Regions from separate parts of the Mus musculus genome. Here all the other regions are linked to region 4. The links are chromatin contacts, called in public HiChIP or PLAC-seq and promoter capture Hi-C maps. All regions are on one chromosome and are shown on one strand. Each heading gives the region's core, a stretch centred on a gene start, on an enhancer-like site or on the middle of the called end of the contact. The rest is flanking DNA. Distances are from core to core; before and after follow the strand shown.

What was found. Promoter capture Hi-C pulls out the DNA fragments that hold promoters and counts their contacts. HiChIP or PLAC-seq counts read pairs in DNA pulled down with a chosen protein or histone mark. Capture Hi-C pulls out chosen DNA fragments and counts their contacts.
Region 1: a promoter capture Hi-C map of liver shows a contact between it and region 4, with 2.7 times the contacts expected there. The contact joins the promoter of Atp2c1 here to the promoter of Manf in region 4. A contact is called at or near these places in 2 of 39 promoter capture datasets (both in liver).
Region 2: an H3K27ac HiChIP or PLAC-seq map of microglia shows a contact between it and region 4, with 9 times the contacts expected there. The contact joins the promoter of Nek11 here to the promoter of Manf in region 4. A contact is called at or near these places in 3 of 39 promoter capture datasets (erythroid cells and liver), 1 of 115 datasets of contacts at active chromatin or transcription factors (microglia) and 1 of 9 other capture datasets (liver).
Region 3: a contact with region 4 is called in a promoter capture Hi-C map of pre-B cells, with 5 times the contacts expected there. The contact joins the promoter of Slc25a20 here to the promoter of Manf in region 4. A contact is called at or near these places in 1 of 39 promoter capture datasets (pre-B cells) and 2 of 115 datasets of contacts at active chromatin or transcription factors (astrocytes and large pre-B cells).
Region 5: a promoter capture Hi-C map of pre-B cells shows a contact between it and region 4, with 4 times the contacts expected there. The contact joins the promoter of Nudt16 here to the promoter of Manf in region 4. A contact is called at or near these places in 2 of 39 promoter capture datasets (liver and pre-B cells).
Region 6: a contact with region 4 is called in a promoter capture Hi-C map of adipose tissue, with 2.7 times the contacts expected there. The contact joins the promoter of Ip6k2 here to the promoter of Manf in region 4. A contact is called at or near these places in 2 of 39 promoter capture datasets (erythroid cells and pre-B cells), 1 of 484 Hi-C or Micro-C datasets (CD4 T cells) and 2 of 9 other capture datasets (adipose tissue and liver).

The regions. Positions count from the first base shown.
Region 1 is chr9:105,519,936-105,522,635 of GRCm38.p6, forward strand. It overlaps Atp2c1 (ATPase, Ca++-sequestering), which reads right to left and starts at 1,322. Exons shown (of 27, transcript NM_001253831.1): 1 at 1,105-1,322. The coding sequence starts at 1,212.
Region 2 is chr9:105,393,983-105,396,773 of GRCm38.p6, forward strand. Nek11 (NIMA (never in mitosis gene a)-related expressed kinase 11) reads right to left here and starts at 1,305. Exons shown (of 16, transcript NM_172461.3): 1 at 1,214-1,305. Aste1 (asteroid homolog 1) reads left to right here and starts at 1,380. Exons shown (of 5, transcript NM_025651.5): 1 at 1,380-1,683; 2 at 2,563-2,791. The coding sequence starts at 2,581.
Region 3 is chr9:108,660,789-108,663,488 of GRCm38.p6, forward strand. It overlaps Slc25a20 (solute carrier family 25 (mitochondrial carnitine/acylcarnitine translocase), member 20), which reads left to right and starts at 1,348. Exons shown (of 9, transcript NM_020520.5): 1 at 1,348-1,544. The coding sequence starts at 1,440.
Region 4 is chr9:106,890,368-106,893,218 of GRCm38.p6, forward strand. Manf (mesencephalic astrocyte-derived neurotrophic factor) reads right to left here and starts at 1,571. Exons shown (of 4, transcript NM_029103.4): 1 at 1,447-1,571; 2 at 704-831. The coding sequence starts at 1,531. Dock3 (dedicator of cyto-kinesis 3) reads right to left here. Exons shown (of 53, transcript NM_153413.2): 53 at 2,458-2,851.
Region 5 is chr9:105,130,377-105,133,076 of GRCm38.p6, forward strand. It overlaps Nudt16 (nudix (nucleoside diphosphate linked moiety X)-type motif 16), which reads right to left and starts at 1,429. Exons shown (of 3, transcript NM_029385.2): 1 at 1,267-1,429; 2 at 917-1,186; 3 at 1-134. The coding sequence starts at 1,404.
Region 6 is chr9:108,782,272-108,785,168 of GRCm38.p6, forward strand. Ip6k2 (inositol hexaphosphate kinase 2) reads left to right here and starts at 1,541. Exons shown (of 6, transcript NM_001379600.1): 1 at 1,541-1,599.

The DNA.
Region 1 (2,700 bases), core at 72-2,571, 1.4 Mb before region 4:
TCCTTGATAATCCTAATGATCTGTCAGGTATTTTGTTTTTTGGTTTTTGTTTTTTTTTTTTTTTTTCAAATGAGGCATGAGCTTTGGGGAAAAGGGGTCACCAAAGGGTTTCCTTCTGCTGCCCTCTGCTTCCATTTCTGGGAAGCCTCTTACTAACTGGGTCATTTTCTACCACGGAGGAAAAAAGAACAGGACACTGGCAATATCTGTCGCCTGGCTCTGCCGTTCTAGAGAGAGCACAGGGCAGAGCGCTTGTGGCTGGTCATCTTCTATGTGGTGACAGACCTGTCTTTCATATTTCTAGTCCGTTGCCAAGCTTCTAAATGAGCTCCTGGATTTAAATGGGCCACACATTGTTCTCTCTCTAATCCAGTGCAATTACGAAAGCAGTTTTTAGATATCAATGTATAATGTAATCAATGTAATGAACACACATGTTTTTAAATGAAATAACCAGACATTTTAAACAGGCTTATTAAGATGCGTCTATACCCACATGCTAGAACTTCCTGTTGGAAACTGTAGCTTTCAATTGGCTAAAAGGATTAATAATTATTGTGCTCTGTCCCCTATGCACCACATATAAGAATCACCTATTATATCCAAATGATCTTATCAGCCCACTAATGATCTGATTATAGCCACACAGATAACCTTCATTTTGCAAATCCTAGTGACATTAAAATAATCACAGAAACATGCAAGAAAATAAGTGTGTTTCTAGGGTATACTGCTTCATCTATTGAGCTACGAACGGTTTCAGAATTTGTCTTCGAAACACTGAAAAAATGATCAAAGTATCAAAGAGTCACCTCCGTAGTATGGTAGGTTCATCTAGATAACGGAAGAAAGCAAAATAAGTGTCAAACACACACACCCAGAACATTTGCATAATTTATCTCAGGACCCAAACGTTCCACAGCCAAGTAACCCCTCACAAGCGGCAGGCTCCTCTGACTGCCAAGCTCGAGTAACTACAGGCTGGATCTGACCTCTGCCTATGAACACCAGTAAGCCAGCAGAGAAACATTCCCCAAGCTTCGACAGGCCACACCCAGAAATAAGCACCAGTTATTTTTAAAGTTAGCACAAACAAAATAGTACCTGCTCTTCGGCCCTTTGGCTTCTCAGCGTTGATAAATATTTCCGAATAGAGTGGAGAGGATACTTTTTCAAGTAAGAAAATCCGGACGGAGGCAATAAGTTCTCCATACTGAGGGGAAACCCGAGGGTCCTTGTCTGCCCCTCCCTGACAGCGACCAAATGCGACCTAGACACTTAGTCTCTGCTGCCTAGCCGCTCCTTTGAAGTGCCACCACTTTGCTGCAAACCGAGCAGGTGTCAATCTTATAGCTCCCCCTTTGAGTGGAAGTTCCTAGAGACAGCTGAGGGAGGCGGGTCATCTAGAAACCTCCAGAACTGCAATGCCCAGGAGCCAGAGGCAGGAAGAAGTTCAGGGCTGGCCCGAAGAATGTAAACAGCCCAGCGATAGCGATATGACTGACTGTCCTATTTTGAGCAGCAAGGCTCTGTTGCAAGCGATGTTAATATTAGCTAGCGGGTGACTTTCCATACCCACGGACTCTCGTGAGGTTTAATTTTAATTCTTCCGACAGTATTTCTGGTGATTCTTTCTTTCTTTCTTTCTTTCTTTCTTTCTTTCTTTCTTTCTTTCTTTCTTTCTTTCTTTCTTTCTAAGAGGGCATGACATGAGGTTTTCCCAGTTTCCTTTGAGCTTTCTTGTCATTACCAACACACACTAACAACCTTCAACTGAGCCTCCGCTCAAAAGTGTCAATTCATTTCAGCCTTGAGAAACGCTGTTTTAGAGTTCTTATTTTATTATTTTTATTCATCTCTCATATGTTACATCCTGACCACAGTTTCTCCTCTCCTCCCAGCTCCTCCACCCACACATTCCTCCTCCCCACTCCCCAGGAGGAGGAAAAGGGTCCCACACATAGGCAAAAGAGTCTGGGACAGACCCAGCTCTCAATGTTAGCATTTCCACATGAACCCGGAGCTACTCAGCCATAACATACATGCAGAGGACTTGGGGCAGACCCCTGCAGGCTTCCTGGTCTCTGCAAGTTCCCATGAGTGTATTGATTCTGTGGACCCTGTTAGAAGACTAGCACTGTTTGAAAACTAAGCAAATCACACACACACACACACACACTCACACACAGACACCACCCCTTCATGGACATTATGGGGTTGGCCAGCTCTGTGGACATTCATTGAGTTCTGTGGTGCATTGTGCTACGTGCCAGTAACCAGACACTTTGCATTTATTGGGCAATGGCTGCAAACAGATTCTTTTCTGAGTTAAAAGGCTTCTTGCCTTGAATCCTTATCGCAAAGCCACAGGCTGAACTCAGAACCATTAAATTTCCCCGAGGCTTTCTCCTGAGTATCTGTGAGAGGAACTGTTACAAGCACACTTCTAACTACTATAAAAAGGATTCATGCCTTCAAAAGAGGAAAAAGGGGTGGTGGGGGCAGGGGGGTAAAGAAGAACACAACAAGAGATCTGTTGTGTTAAAGGATATGAAATTATACATTTGAAAGTTCATTTTCTTTGGGATCTATAGAGGTCACAGGGTTTGTCGTCTAAGTCCTGAGCCACACTTCTACCCCCACTCCACCCCAACTGTGTGTGCATGTATGTGTGTGTGTATGTGTGCATGTGCGCGTGCA
Region 2 (2,791 bases), core at 55-2,554, 1.5 Mb before region 4:
CCATCAAAGTGTTGAATGTTTTATTGAAAACTGTGCTTTTGTTTAAAATCTACATGAAAATAGGACTTTACGCTGAATACTATGTACACCTTGGCATTAGGTTTTCATATTCAGCAATTCTAAAACAACGAGAAAAAAATAGTGTTATAGTGTTGACCTGTGGGCTCAACATTTACCACAAAACCTACAAGGACACTCAAACAGAAAAAAAAAAACTGCAAAACATAAAACCTATTTGTAATTTTGTCTTCTTTAAATAATGTACTAATCTGTGGTTTGATCTAGTCCCAGTGAGAGCAATGCCCCTCTCCTCAAGGAAACGTTACTAAAATCTGCAGAATCTAAAGAATAGGTCCTAAAAGGTACCTTCTGTTTGCTTCTTTGACTGGCATAAAAGTGGTGATTTCTAGATAAACTAGGCTGTTCAAAAAAAAAAAATGGCCTCTCTGTCGCCTTTCAGATCACTAATAATAATTCTCAATGTGGAGAGGCGATTAAAGTCCCCACTTAGTAAAGAGCTGAACTCAAGATGGAGGACCAAAGCTTCTATTTGTAATGGAGTAATAAACCCAGCAGTGTGTGAGCAGCCTCTCCAGGCTCATCACACAGAATCAGCTCTGTCGCCCTCATCTCAGTTGGTATCCATGGAATGTACACACACTGCAGGCTGGATCTGAACCTAGGGCAGAGGATGAACTTGGGTGCTAGGGACACAGGTTATGCTTGTATCCCTGGGGCCTAGCTAACAGCTGACATACAGTTGTTAGCAAACGTTTGGAGAGCGAAGAAAGATCCAGCATACCAAATGTGACCCAAAGACAAGTAAAGGAAAGAAAACATAATAGGAACTAGAAGAAAGCTGAGAGACGCCCACTTTGTGCTAACCATCCCTGGGGTACCCATCCCGCTGGGGCAGGTAAAGAGAAAGTCAAGTGTTTACCGATGGTAAGAACTGAGTGGTTTATGTCCATGTCAAAAAACCCAAAAAACTAGGAAGCTGTTTTGACCTGAGGTTCTGCTAACTAAATCTGACCTGAGAAGTAAACTCTAACCCTGAGGTAAAACGAAAAAACTTGTCTCTTCAACAAATAAACCTTAAGTTTTTCGCGGAGCGCGTGAATGTATATCGAGGAGCAGGGCGCTTAGTCTCCCGAAGGGGAATGCGGTCCAGGGGCTGTGGGACCCGGCTGCCCGAGAGATCCACTTTCATTACCTTTACAGGTCCCCAGCCTGCGGCGCCCGGCCAAGCCTCCGTCAGCCTAGAGCTCGCTGCCTCGGAGGGCGTGGTTGTTTAACATCGTCGCCACGGAGACGGCGCGGGGGCTGCTGGGAAGTCGACGTTCCGGCGTCCAATCCAACGGAAGCGCGCCGGACCCTTCGAGGCGTGGCGAAGCGAGCAGGGTGAGGAGGCGGCCGCAAGTGTGAGAGGAATGGCTCAACCTCTCACACCAAGTTCCCACCACCCGGCCCGAAAGCATTTTCTCCTCCAGGGAGAGCCCTCAGCTTCTCGGAGCCAGGCTTCCCAGTGACGTCGTTCGCAGCACTTCCTGTTTCCGCTCGCGGTCTTCCACGCACCCGCGGGTCTGCCGTTTCTCCCCGGGATCCTACCTGCTGCTGCTGGTGAAGTGAGCCGGCGGTCGGGCGGAAGCAGCCGGCGGATCCGGAGGGCAGGAGCAGGTTGAGGTAGGAAGATTGGTGGTTGAGGAATTAGATCCTACCTTTTCCTGCCCTTTGCTTGCATTCCTTGAGCTACTTCGCTCAAGGTCAAGTCATTAGTTTACAGTGAGTTCGCAGAAACCACATGACAAACCGGGAAAGACATGACGATTCAGAATTAAAAAGTGTTGAGATGTTGGCCGAGGTGGATCTGAGGTGAGATAAAAAATCAAGTGCAATAATGTAAGCTGATACCAAAGGCAAAAAATTCAGGAGGATGCATTTTTTTATGTGGTAGCCCCACAAAAATCAAAATGCAAAAATTCCAAGGTTGGCAAAACTTTCACGATTTTAAACACGGGCAAGGCTGGCAATAGCATCGTGCTAAGCGATATTTGAAGCCAGAGGCGAGGGGGGAAACCAGTAATACTAATCCTATGAGTTGTTAGCCAGATAGGCCATTAGTAAGGGGGTGTAAGAATCCAGTTGAGGTTGAAATTGTATACTTGGGATCCTAGAAGCATAAAGCTGTGTTTTTCCTTAGCTCAAACTACTCTCCAATGTACCCTACACTCAAGACCTGTAACAAGGGTCTAGTTATCCATAAGGAAAAAAAAAATTGGCTCATTATGTGTCTTATGCTGGGTTGTCATTTTTATAGCTTAGGACTTTTGGCCTTGACCCTCACAAAACAGATTTCTTCCTTTATCTCTATATGGGCTGCCATGAGGTGGTGTGGCCTAGATATAAGTTCTGTCTTCCACCTCCAATAATCCAATCAAGCAAAGTTCCTCAACAGCGTATCCTGCAGTTTGGGTCTTGATTGATTCTAGATATACTCAGATTGACAACCAAGAATAGCCATCAAAAAGACCAGCAATTGATTTTTTTTGTTTGTTTCAACAGGGATTTCTGTCGATCATCATGGGTATTCGGGGACTAATGAGCTTTGTGGAAGATTATAGTAATGAATTCTTCGTTGATTTGAAATTGCGGAACACAAAACTTATCATTGATGGCTATTCTCTCTTCCACCGACTTTGCTTCAATTCTGACTTGGAGCTCAGGTATGGAGGAGACTATGATTTATTCGCAGATGTTGTACAGAAATTCTTTGAATCACTGTTTGTGTGTC
Region 3 (2,700 bases), core at 98-2,597, 1.8 Mb after region 4:
TCTAAAATGTCCTTTACCATCCTCTAATCTGCTTGACCCCATCTCTTCCCCAATCTCAGTTAAAGATGATGTCTTCTCTCTAGTTGCTAAGGCCAAAAACATTAGCATTGTCCCGTAAGCCTCTCTCACAAAACTTTTTCTAAAAAAAAAATATATATTTACTCATTTTTATTTTGTGTCCTTGAGTCTTTGCCTCCATGAATGTATGTGTGCTTGGTGCCCAAAGAGGCCCAAAGAGGGCATTAGGTCTCATGGAAGTATAGTTTCAGACAGTTCTGGGCTGCTACGAGGGTGCAGGGAACAGAACCCAGGTACTCTGTAAGAGCAGCCAGTTCTCTGAGCTGCTGAGCCAGCTTCTGCAGCTTCTGCATGAGTAGTGAGCAGAATGAATTTCCGTTCACTAACAGGTCCTTCGGGTTTTCCTTTAGAAAATATTCACCATTGGATCGCACCTCGTTAACAACTCTGCTATGTGCTGGTCCAAGCCAACATTTCTACTCATGACCTTTAACTTTCTCCAGCCCCCTGGATTTCCTCTGGCTGTTTTCACCAGCAGTTACAGCGATCCTGATTTTTGTCTGTTTGTTTTAAAATCCGATCTGAGATTGTTAGTCTCCATCTAAAACCTGTCATAGAAGAGACTGATGTCCTCACAGTTCCTCCTGATGAGTAGTCTCCGTTTCTCCTGTCCTCACTGGCTGCTCCACCATCCCACCGCACCCCATTCCCACCCCTGTGGCCTGTGGTTTCTCAGATTTGACAACACAGACATCTCAGAGTTTTCAAATTTTCTTTATCTTCTGCCAGAAAGGTCCTTCATCCTTTACCGGGTATCTTTAGACAGGACTCATTTCCATGCCCTAGATCTTAATCCTTTGCCTTCCTAATGAGAGCTTCTCTTGTTTAACAAATTAGTTACAAATTATTTGTCTCCCACACTTTACTTCTTCCCGGATTTATTTTCCTATAGAGCCATTTTTACCATAGGACATATGCCATTTTTAACTTAGTCAAGGCTTATCAAAGACAGGGACCTCTATGGGGTACCTCCACTCTTCAGCACCTAAAAAAAAAAAAGTGGCTGTCACGCAAAAGGGTGTATGCGACCTCTGGGGAGTGCACAGATGCATAGGACCACAGAGGACCAGAGAAAGAAAAAAACTCAAGTCCAAGAAGACTTCCTGGAGGAGTAAGTCCCTGACAATCATTCCCAAGCCCCTCCCATACATCATTAGGGAAAGAGCCCCGCCCACTAAGGAGGAGGGCAGCCGGAAGTAGACTTCAGGGCGGAAGCCAGGCTAGTACGACTGGGCCCTCTTTCCGACCTGCCCACGGCCCCGCCCACCTGAATGTAGGTGAAAGGTCGGCGGAGCCGCTCGGGCAGCGGAGCAAGACCAAGACTGCCCGGAGCTGACAGACAGACAGACAGAAGACTGAGCATGGCAGACGAGCCGAAACCCATCAGTCCGTTTAAGAACCTCCTGGCTGGCGGCTTCGGCGGCATGTGCCTGGTGTTTGTGGGGCACCCCCTGGACACGGTCAAGGTGCGCGGAGTGTGGACGGGGGCTTGTGGAGGAATGCCCCGGGGCGGTGTGTGTGTGTGTGGGGGGGGGGGGGGGGGTTACGTGGAAAGTAGGGACCGCCGCGAGGTGCTGCCTTTCTGAACAGAAGTGGAGCCGGGCTGATGGATGCTTCCTTCCGTGGGAAGTTTACAGAGGGTTGGTATGTAGTTTACTAGGAAGCGCTGCTTTACCTAACCCGGCCAGAGGCTCTGCATTCAACTCCCTGGCACCTCAAAACAATTTTTTTTTCCTCTCGAGAATCAATACGAAATAGACAGAGGCTGTACCTCGCGCCCTAAGAGCCCTACAGCTCCTATTTCAAGGTCTTCGGATGGCAGTCTTTTTTTGAGCCCTGCGCACTTCTTTGGAGATGAGAAAGAAAAAGCTGCTGTCTGTGCCCGGTTAACCCTGATATTGTTATAAAGATTGGAACAGGTTATCTGTAGACTTGACCTCCCCCACAAATTAAGGACAAAGGTGGCAGAGATGTCCTTTGACACAGTCTCGTAAAGCCGGTGTGTCCCATAGCCTATCTCTTGTGCACTTTTCTTTGCCTGAAGAGGCACCTGGCCATTTACAGCCAGTCATTCACTGCAGGGTAAGCTGCATAGTCACCCCCATAGCAAGCAATGACCAGCCAGGCTCAGGTGTGGAAATCGAGGGGACCTTTCTCTCCTCAGCCTTTTATTCTTCCTCTTGCTGTACTCTCAGCCAGGTCTTGTGGAGACTAAAATCTATATTCGATGACTTAGCTCATAGATGAGCTCATATAAGCTCGTAGCTTATAGGTTTCTTTTTTCTTCTTCTTCTTCTTCTTCTTTTTTTATGGACATAGACCTGAAAGGAAATGACAGGTCATAGCCAGGATGAGCCTGTGAGAAGAAGACATGAGTCTTTTGTGTGTGTGGATGGCGTGTTGCTGGGGGCTGGAAGCCAGAGAAGATGTGAATCTCATAAAGGTGGTAACCTCGGTTGGGGGCTTGATAGGATGTCAGATCCAGTTTCCTCTGAAAGAGAACAGTATCCAAGGGCTCTTCCTTGGCAGGCTTGACAGCAGGCTATCTCACGGCCTCTGTTCAAAGTGAGGCTCACCACAGACAGCTCATCCCGAGGAGACTCTGTAGTGTTCATCTGTGAG
Region 4 (2,851 bases), core at 321-2,820:
GTGTCAGAGGCCAGAAGGCATCAGGTTCCCTGGAGCTGCAGTGCAGGGTGCTGTGGATGCTGGAATTGAACTCAGGTCCTCCACAAGAGCAGCACACATTCATAACCAACTCTCCAGTTCCAGACAACTGTTAGGTCACCTTGAAAACCTCTCTTTGCCAAGGCTTCGGTTTGTTAGTCTGCCCAGATCTAGCTGTCCCAGGCCCGAGGCACTTGATATATGCTCAGCTGCAGAGTTAGAGTTCCGATGAGAGACTACCATGGAAATTAAAGCTACAAGAGGCTGATGCTCCGCCAGGGTCCTTGACCTTGACTTGGCCCTGGCCATCTCGGGGCACCTAGCCAACTACTTCTGGTTCCAATCACACCAAATTCATTCTGGTCTTTGGGCACTCCCATTGCCTGAGTTGTGCTCACTCCACCTCACTGACTCCCTGTCCTCAGAGGTAGATACCCACTACTTTCTCTCTCAGCTCCCACCCACCAACTCTCCTAGCTTATTTCCTTCATGGCATCTGGCATCACTGCCTTGCAGTTGCCTGTCATTTTCTCTCCTGGTCTTACCAATATTCAGCTTATAGCAATGTTTAATAAATAGAGGATAAAAACACTTAAACCTCACATTAGTATATATACAAGTCCCATCACAAAGTGGACAGTGCCCAAGAGCCAGGGACAGGCTGGGTGGGTCACCAGCTACTTACCAACCGATTCTCTTTGCCTCTTGCTTCACGGCAAAACTTTATAAGTTCTTCTTCAATAGTGGCTGGTGAAAATGTGACATCTCTGTCTTTGAGGTCCTGGTAAAATCGTCCCAGATAAGAAATACAAACTGGAAAAGAGGGAGGAGATGGTAAGTAATTATTAGTCTCCATTTCCCCTGGAAAAAACTCTGTCAGCAGTTTTGCTAGAAGGGATTAATTTTTTTTTTTAACTCGGGTACTCAGAAGTGCACAGAGCCCTTAGGTTGCTGGGGTCCTTGTACCCAGTTGCATGCTGGGAATGAACATTACCCAAGTGACCCACACACAACCCTCTCTGCTCTTTTCAAGTTTAAGTCTAGAGTGGACACGTGTCCTTGAGGGAACTCATTGTGACCTCATAAGGGACAGATTGAAGGCTGAAGCAAATGATCAAAATGCTCCTCATTCCAAATACATCGAACCCCCAAGTGCAGCTTAGTAACCCCGAGACGGTTGCGGCCCACAGGATGCCTTCCTGTAATCGCTAAAGTGATGGGAAGACAAAAACTCCCGGGATGTGGGCTTCCGGCCAAGTTATTAACGCTACTGAACCGACGCGTTCCCTTAAATGGGTCAACGTCTCTAGGCCCGGGAAATAAGTGAGGCCCTTTCTCCAGCGGAGCCCCGGGACGGGCCGTCGCTCCCACCCTTTCGCTTTCCTTGGGTTTAGCGCCGCCAGGCCGCCCCCATCCGGTCCCCCGCACCTTCACAGTCTCCTGGCCGCAGCGCCCGGCTGTCAGGCAGCACGCTCAGGGCCAGCGCTACCGCCAGCCCGCGCGTAGCCCACATCCTCCTCAGCCGTCTCCACCACCGCCGCCGCCGCGCGAATGAACCGCACCCGGCGCGGTGTTCCGCCTAGTGGGCTGGAACAGAAACCTGAGCTTCCCATTGGTGTGCGATCCCCGCGCCCACCCATATGCTGCATCCTCATTGGTCCACGTGCCCAGGAGCCCAGACCGGCGGCTCCACGCTACCCTCCCTCATTGGCTGCTGCTGTCTGGGACCTAGACAGTTGTCGGTTGCTGATTGAGCCTGGGCGGTCCATAGGGGTGCGGAGGGAAGGTGCACGGGTCGCCATGTTGGGTTAGGGCAGCTGCTTTGGCTGCTTACCCGGAACCCTCTCAATCTATTGACTCGACCCGAATGCCGAGTCTTGGTTCCACACCCACTCCTCCCGACGCCCGGACTCGTAGAGCAGCATTTCTGGCGCCACCCTATAGCCAGTAGGATGGGCGGCGGGAGCATGGATCAGAAGCGGTTCCTTGTTTTGAACTACCACGTGGATTGCCGAGCCAATCAAGGGGAACGTCCACTTTGATTCGCCGGCTTGCTCAGACCCCGCTTTAACCTGGGTCAGACGGCAGAACCTCTTAAACGAAAGGTCTCGGCCTGCCTAGTCGTTTCCCGTCCTGGGCCTCTGAGGACCTCGCGGCAAGGCTGCGAGCAGAGGCGTTGGTCTACCTTCCAAATGGAGGCCATGGGATCTTGGGAGGTTTTGTTCTCCACTCTTGGAGACACGAGGATGGGAACTGGAGACATTACCGCCTGGACTGCCCTAATGCTAAGTGCAAGGGCTTTGGCCACTCGCCCTGGAAGGCGGAATATGGAGAGCGGCCGACTAAGTGCAGAAAAGTATCTGGAGCTAAAAGGGCTTGGAGCCCGGCGACAAGGGTTTGAGAGGGGCACTTATGCTCCCATTCAGTGAAATCAGTGGATCAATATCAGGTATTCATCTTTAATTCACATCACAGCAGTCAAGGGATGGAGGTGGGGGAGTCAGTTGCCAGATATTTACATCTAAAAGTCACATTTTTTGTTGGATTTATAACATGCTACCACAATATATACAGTAAAATGCCTCTTGGGACACTGGCACAAATTTTTTTCTTTAACTTTTCTGGTACAGGTAAGATAATTTTAAGTCAGTTTTTCTTTAGACATGAATACACAAAAGAAATGGTTAGAAGTTTTCTTGTTTTAAATAAGCACAGAATGCCAGAGGTTAAAAACACATTTATAGGGCTTATTACCAATTAGACATACTCTATACATTTTTTTGCTCAAATTCCTGTACAAATACACAGCATTCAAATAGGTATTTACAAATAC
Region 5 (2,700 bases), core at 179-2,678, 1.8 Mb before region 4:
AGAAGTTTCAAGTCCTGAAGGGCTTCTAGTAGCTGCTCTCGGGCAGCTCCAATGAAGGAATTCTCCAGAAAGGCAGGCAGGCCTCCCTCACCATCACGGAGGACGTACAGGGGTACCCGCACCAGGCCCAGCACCTATGAAAAGGAGACATCGGACAAGTGGGACCTCAAGAACCTCAACACATTACCTTATCTACCTTGGAACAGAACTCTCCAGAGAAGAGCCAAGCAGAACCGGGCCTAATAATCACACCTCAGGAGAGCTTAGAGAGCCAAACTCTGTGGACAAGTGAGCCACGCTGGGTTCCAAGCTCCATCCGTGCCAATCCTTCTCCATCCTTTTCCTCACCCTTACTGGCGACGGCCTCCAGGAGGCATGCCTGGCTGTAGCAGTATTTCAAAACTCAGAACTCACACCACTGTATAGGTAGCACTTGGGTGCTCAAGAAAAATGCAAATACCCAAGTATTCCTCTGACATCCTTACCCAACTCAAGTGATTCCAATGGACTGTTCAGTCTAAACACTGTCAAAGTGTGCGCACTAATCAGTTTTAATAGCGCTCTCACTCCCAGGTTCAGGGTCACCTCTACACACAGGCGTCCCTAGCATTAGACTCACTGTCTGCTTAAGGGAAATATGAACCCAAAGTCAAGAGCTTAGGGTATCATGTGCACTAGCATAGAGCTGGAGAGACCTTTGGATGTGTGTTCTAAAAAGCTCTCTGCAGGGGCCGCTAAAGGTGGCCGAGTAGGTGGTATTATCTAGCCTGGAGATGACCAAGATCCCAACTAGTTCATGCCACTTGAAAGAATTCAAAGTCGGAGGGTCAAAATCTCCTCCACCCAGTGGCTTTTCTCGGTAAGGGGATTGGGGGAGGACAGACTGGAGCTGGAGTGGATCCCAGGCTGGTCCCACCTCCAGCCCATGGTCCTTGGCTTGAGGTGCCCTGGCTTCCACAGCCTGCAGCTGTTCCAGAGTCAGGCGCTTGGCATAGAAGTGGGCCACCACGCGCGGTCTGGCCGCGATGTGTGAGCTGCGGTAGTCAGAGCGTTCAACGCGGAAGGCAGACATCGCTTCGCCCAGCTCCTCGCGCAGTTCCCGGTTCAGCCCGTCCTCCAGGCAGCTGTCCTGCGCGTCCACGAAGCCGCCAGGGAAGCCCAGGCGCCCGTCAAAGCGCATCTGCATCTGGGGGAGGAGGGTATGATGGTTGGCCCGGGCTCGCGAGCCCTGGGGCGGGGGAGCGGCCGTGCATGACGCGTCCTCACCAGCACGGCGAAGCGCATCGGGATGCGGCCGAACAGCTTGCGGGGGTCGGGCGCGTAGAGCAGCGCATGGCAGGCGTGGCGCCAGTCCGGCCCGAGCGCCAGGGCCTCGCTGAGCTCCACTTTCCGATGCCCCTCCATCTCGAGGCTCGCACTTCCGGGTTCTTGCAGAGGCCAGCGCCTCGGGGCGGAGCTTTGCGAGACTCCGCATCAGCCAATCAGGATGGGTCTCTCAGGAGCTCCGAAGACACCCTGGATTGGCCCTTAGGCTAGGGTGGGGCTGAAGGCTTGGTAAGGTCAGGCTCAGGCCGGAGGTGTTTTGGAACCTGAGTTAGAATTTACGCAGGAGTTCTGCCAGTGCAAAGGACAACGTATTTTTTAGAAAACGGTTCTGGGTTGGTCCGTTCATAACAAAGAGTCTAGGGATGGGAGGAAGGTAGTCTGGCTTCAGAACTTATTCCTAGCCTAGCGTGATGGGGGAAAGGAGAGGTGGGTGTAACAAGTCTTGAGTGGTGGAAATGTGGGGATTGACTGATTATAAGAGGGCACAGGGACAGAGCTAACACATTTGGGGAAGGGGAGTGGCCAATGGATGTGGTTACAACAACCAACTGCATTGGCTGTGGGCTCTGGGTAGTGATGTGGCGCCTGGTACATGGAAAATGACATGGAAATGTCACAGGTCACACAGTAAGATTGGGGAGGGGTGGCTGGCTGAGGAAATAAAGCACAGAAAAGAGTGGGGAGGAGTCAGACAGGACACCCCACCACCACCACACTAGGAGTAAATTAAAATACCCTCAGAACTTTAAATTGTGAAGAAAAATAGGAAAGAGATGGGGGACACTCAATGCCTAATGCTGAGATCCTGGCATTCAGGATCCTTCACCTCAGCTAGGCTGCCCCACCTGAAGTTGAGTCCATATATCAAGAACCTGTATGTATTTAAGGAAGGGAAGAGGTGACACTCAAAGAAGATCTGACTTCAGGTCACAGCCTGGACTTGAAAGTTTGTTGTAGAGCTCAGAACTCACCCAGATACAGGCTTGTGACTTTAGTAGAAGCCACTCAACCCTCTCAGGTTCCCAGTTAAGGACCTGTTAGTGGAGGTGGAACCAGCGTAGTATGGGAGTAAAATTCTCCTCAGAGCCAGACATATGGTAAATGCAGCCATTCTTGGATTCGAGGGTGGAGGTTCGATGCTGTGTCTTATGTCAAAGATTGAGGCCAGCATCCTAAGAATAAGGGCACCATCAGGAAAAGCCTGTGGACATCTTGCCTCAGTCCCCTGAGTCGCAGGGCAGAGATGCCATTGACTGAGGCAGTCACATCATGGTGAGTTAGGTGCGATACAGATGCCATTACTCAGATAACATCCAAGGGACAGGCAAATCATCCTGGTCAAACATTATCACCTGGCAACAAGAAGGAGAAGGA
Region 6 (2,897 bases), core at 291-2,790, 1.9 Mb after region 4:
TAGGGGTTTAGGTACTCAAATCACGGTCATGTCAAAAAGTGGTGTGTTCCTGAGACAGCACAAGCTCCTGGCACAACAGATGAATGCAAAACAAACAATACGACAACAGCCATACGGAAACAGTCAAGGAACACACACAGCCAGAGGGCAGGCTGTCTATCAACAGCTGAACACTGAACCAGGAAGAGCCTGAACTGGGCAAACACTTTTGGGGTCGATTAACATGAAGTTGGCATTTAAACCTGAAACCTGGGCCTCTCGGTTCATGCCTGTAATCCCAGTAAGAGGAAGGTTGATGCTGAAGAATTGCCTTAATTTTGAGGCCAGCCTGGGCTACAGAGAGGGATCTGGACTCAATTAGTTAATATTTTAAAAACAAAACCACGACCCGGGGTAAGTGGGTATAGACAGAGAGGAAAAAATGTGAAAAAGAAAAACTAGACAGAACTGAACACAGAGCCATGAAGGCCTCAAGGGAAGGCGATTCCAAGAGGAACCTGTTGGTAATAGGAGTTTCTCTTGTCCACCTTTAGAAAGCAGGGATTAAAAAAATCTGTTTACTGCACTCACTGCAGAGTGTAGGTGCTTAATAAATACTTCAGTTTTAAAAACCTATGAGCTACATCTTTGCTAATGCCCAGGATGCAGGGTTACAACTCTGGCATCCTTTACAGAAAGGCCAATAGCCAAGAAGGAGGTCATCCCATGCCCATGGTTCCCATCGTGCTCCTTGCCTTTCCTGGCTGCGCTGACACTCGTTCACTCATGCAGGAGACCTTCTGAATGACACAGGCTCCAGACAAAGGAGTCTTGGATGAGCTCTATGCTCCAGACCTATCAATTTACCGAGGACCCTATACATCCCTCTGATCAGACTTCTATTGGCTTTTATCTTGTCTGTCTGTCCACTCATCTGTTCACCTGTCTAAACATTTTTTAAAAATTATTATAGTGTGTGTGGTGTGAGTGTGTGTTTGTGAGTGAGAGAGAGACAGAGACAAAGAGCCAGAGAGAAACAGAGCAACGGCTTGACCTGTTGAGCCGTCTTACTGGCCTCCTATAGAGCCATGTATTTGTCTATCGTCTGTAGTCATTCTCTCTGTTCCCTGCTGCTATCCCTTTATCCATCTTAGCGACATGTAGTTCTGTCCATCCATCTGCTAGGTTGACCAGCTTTGCAGTTTATCACAGAATGAATACTGGCCTTGACATTCCTGTATCCTAGGAAACTCCCCAGTGCGGGGCAAACCAGGACTGTCTGTCCATCCACCCTTACCCTAGGCATCCTGCAATCGATCCATTTGGCACACAGCCCATCAGTTACTTCAACTCCAGAACAGACTGGCCACCCTCCTCACTCAGGACAACGCCCCGCCTCTTCCCGCCCCTTGCCCATTCAGGAAGCCGCCCCAAGCGAATCCCGGCGCCCTAGCAACAGTCTTCCAGGCCGCCCAGTCCGCTTGCGCGGCTTCGGGTGCGAGCCAATAGCGAGGGGCCCTGGGAGCGAGGTTGGGGGGCGGGGCTGAGCGCGGCCGCAGCCATTTTGGTGGAAGAGAAACAATAGGACGGAAGCGTCGCGGGACTGGGCTGTGGCCGCAGGTAACGCCCGCCCCGCCCGGCCCGTGGCCCTGTCACCCCGGGGCTCAGGGGAAGAGGTTTTCGGTGCTGGTAGCGGCCGGGCTCCGGGATCCCTGGGAGGCTTGGGTTTGTGAAGGGGGTCCTATGGCTGTCATTGAGAAGCGGTCTCCCCCTTTTTTTGTGTAGTCATCCCTTCCCTATTTACGGGGGGCCATTGTACCTTGCAGTTACTGGGGAGAGTAGCGTTGCCCACCGAGACGGGGCAGAATCTTCCCCCCGGCATTGGAGGGTCTCCCGGAACCGGGGGAGGGGAGGGGGCGGGGGACGACGACAGTGTCTTTCTCCGGTTTTGAAGCGGTCTCCCTGGGTCTTCCGGTGGAGGACAGGATCTCTGGTCTCACAGAGGTCCCCCGGCCACGATCTCCCTGGTCTTTGAGGATGGGGTCTTTATCTTTGGATGGAAGGGTCAGCCCGGATCCTCAGGTACTGTTGTTACCTGGGCCTGCAGATGTGCAGCCATTTTGGGTGTTGAACGTCAGTTGTGCCAGTCAGCTCCTCTTTGATCCCGGAAAGGCGGGGGAGAGGGTGATCTGCGCATCCAACCTTATTGGTTTTTTTTTTTTCCCCTTCTTCTCCTTTAAGATCTTAAAATGGATCAGAAGGTGTCTTCTTTTTTCTTCTTCTTATGCTGATGCTCCTACCACGAGTGGGATTTTATTCATATTTGATAACAAGACTGCATCTATCTTCTGCATCCTTCCTAATGACTTGATTCGTTTTTAGGATTTTAATTTCTATCAAATATCAAGAAAGCTGTACTAGCGGGAAAATGGGGAAAAATGTAGGAACTGGTGAAATCTAGGGCTCTTCTTACACGCGAAAGGAAATAGAGCTAGTCATCGCATGTAAATAAACATTTTGTTAGCAGAAATGTACATAGAGCAAGAACAAAATAATTTCGAATATTTGTAAGAAAAAGTACTGAAGGGATCCAGAGGCAGTGGGAGGGGGATAAGAAGGGACCAGGGGGATGGATATGGTCAAAATACATTGTATACATGTTTGGAATTGTCAACTAATAAATATTTATGAAAATAAAAAGATCCAAAAGAAAGAAGCCCTGGCAGTTTTGAAACAGCAAATATGATGCAGACAAACATTTTGAAAAATTTAAAGGACCTTCCTTGTTGACAGCATTGTTGTTGATTTTCAGTATTTAAAATGTTTGCTGTATTTGCACTTTCCCTGGGATAACATTTTAAGAGATGGGAGATGCTTATTTACCAAGTTGTTGCCGTGGAGAGTGTAATTGTAGGGTT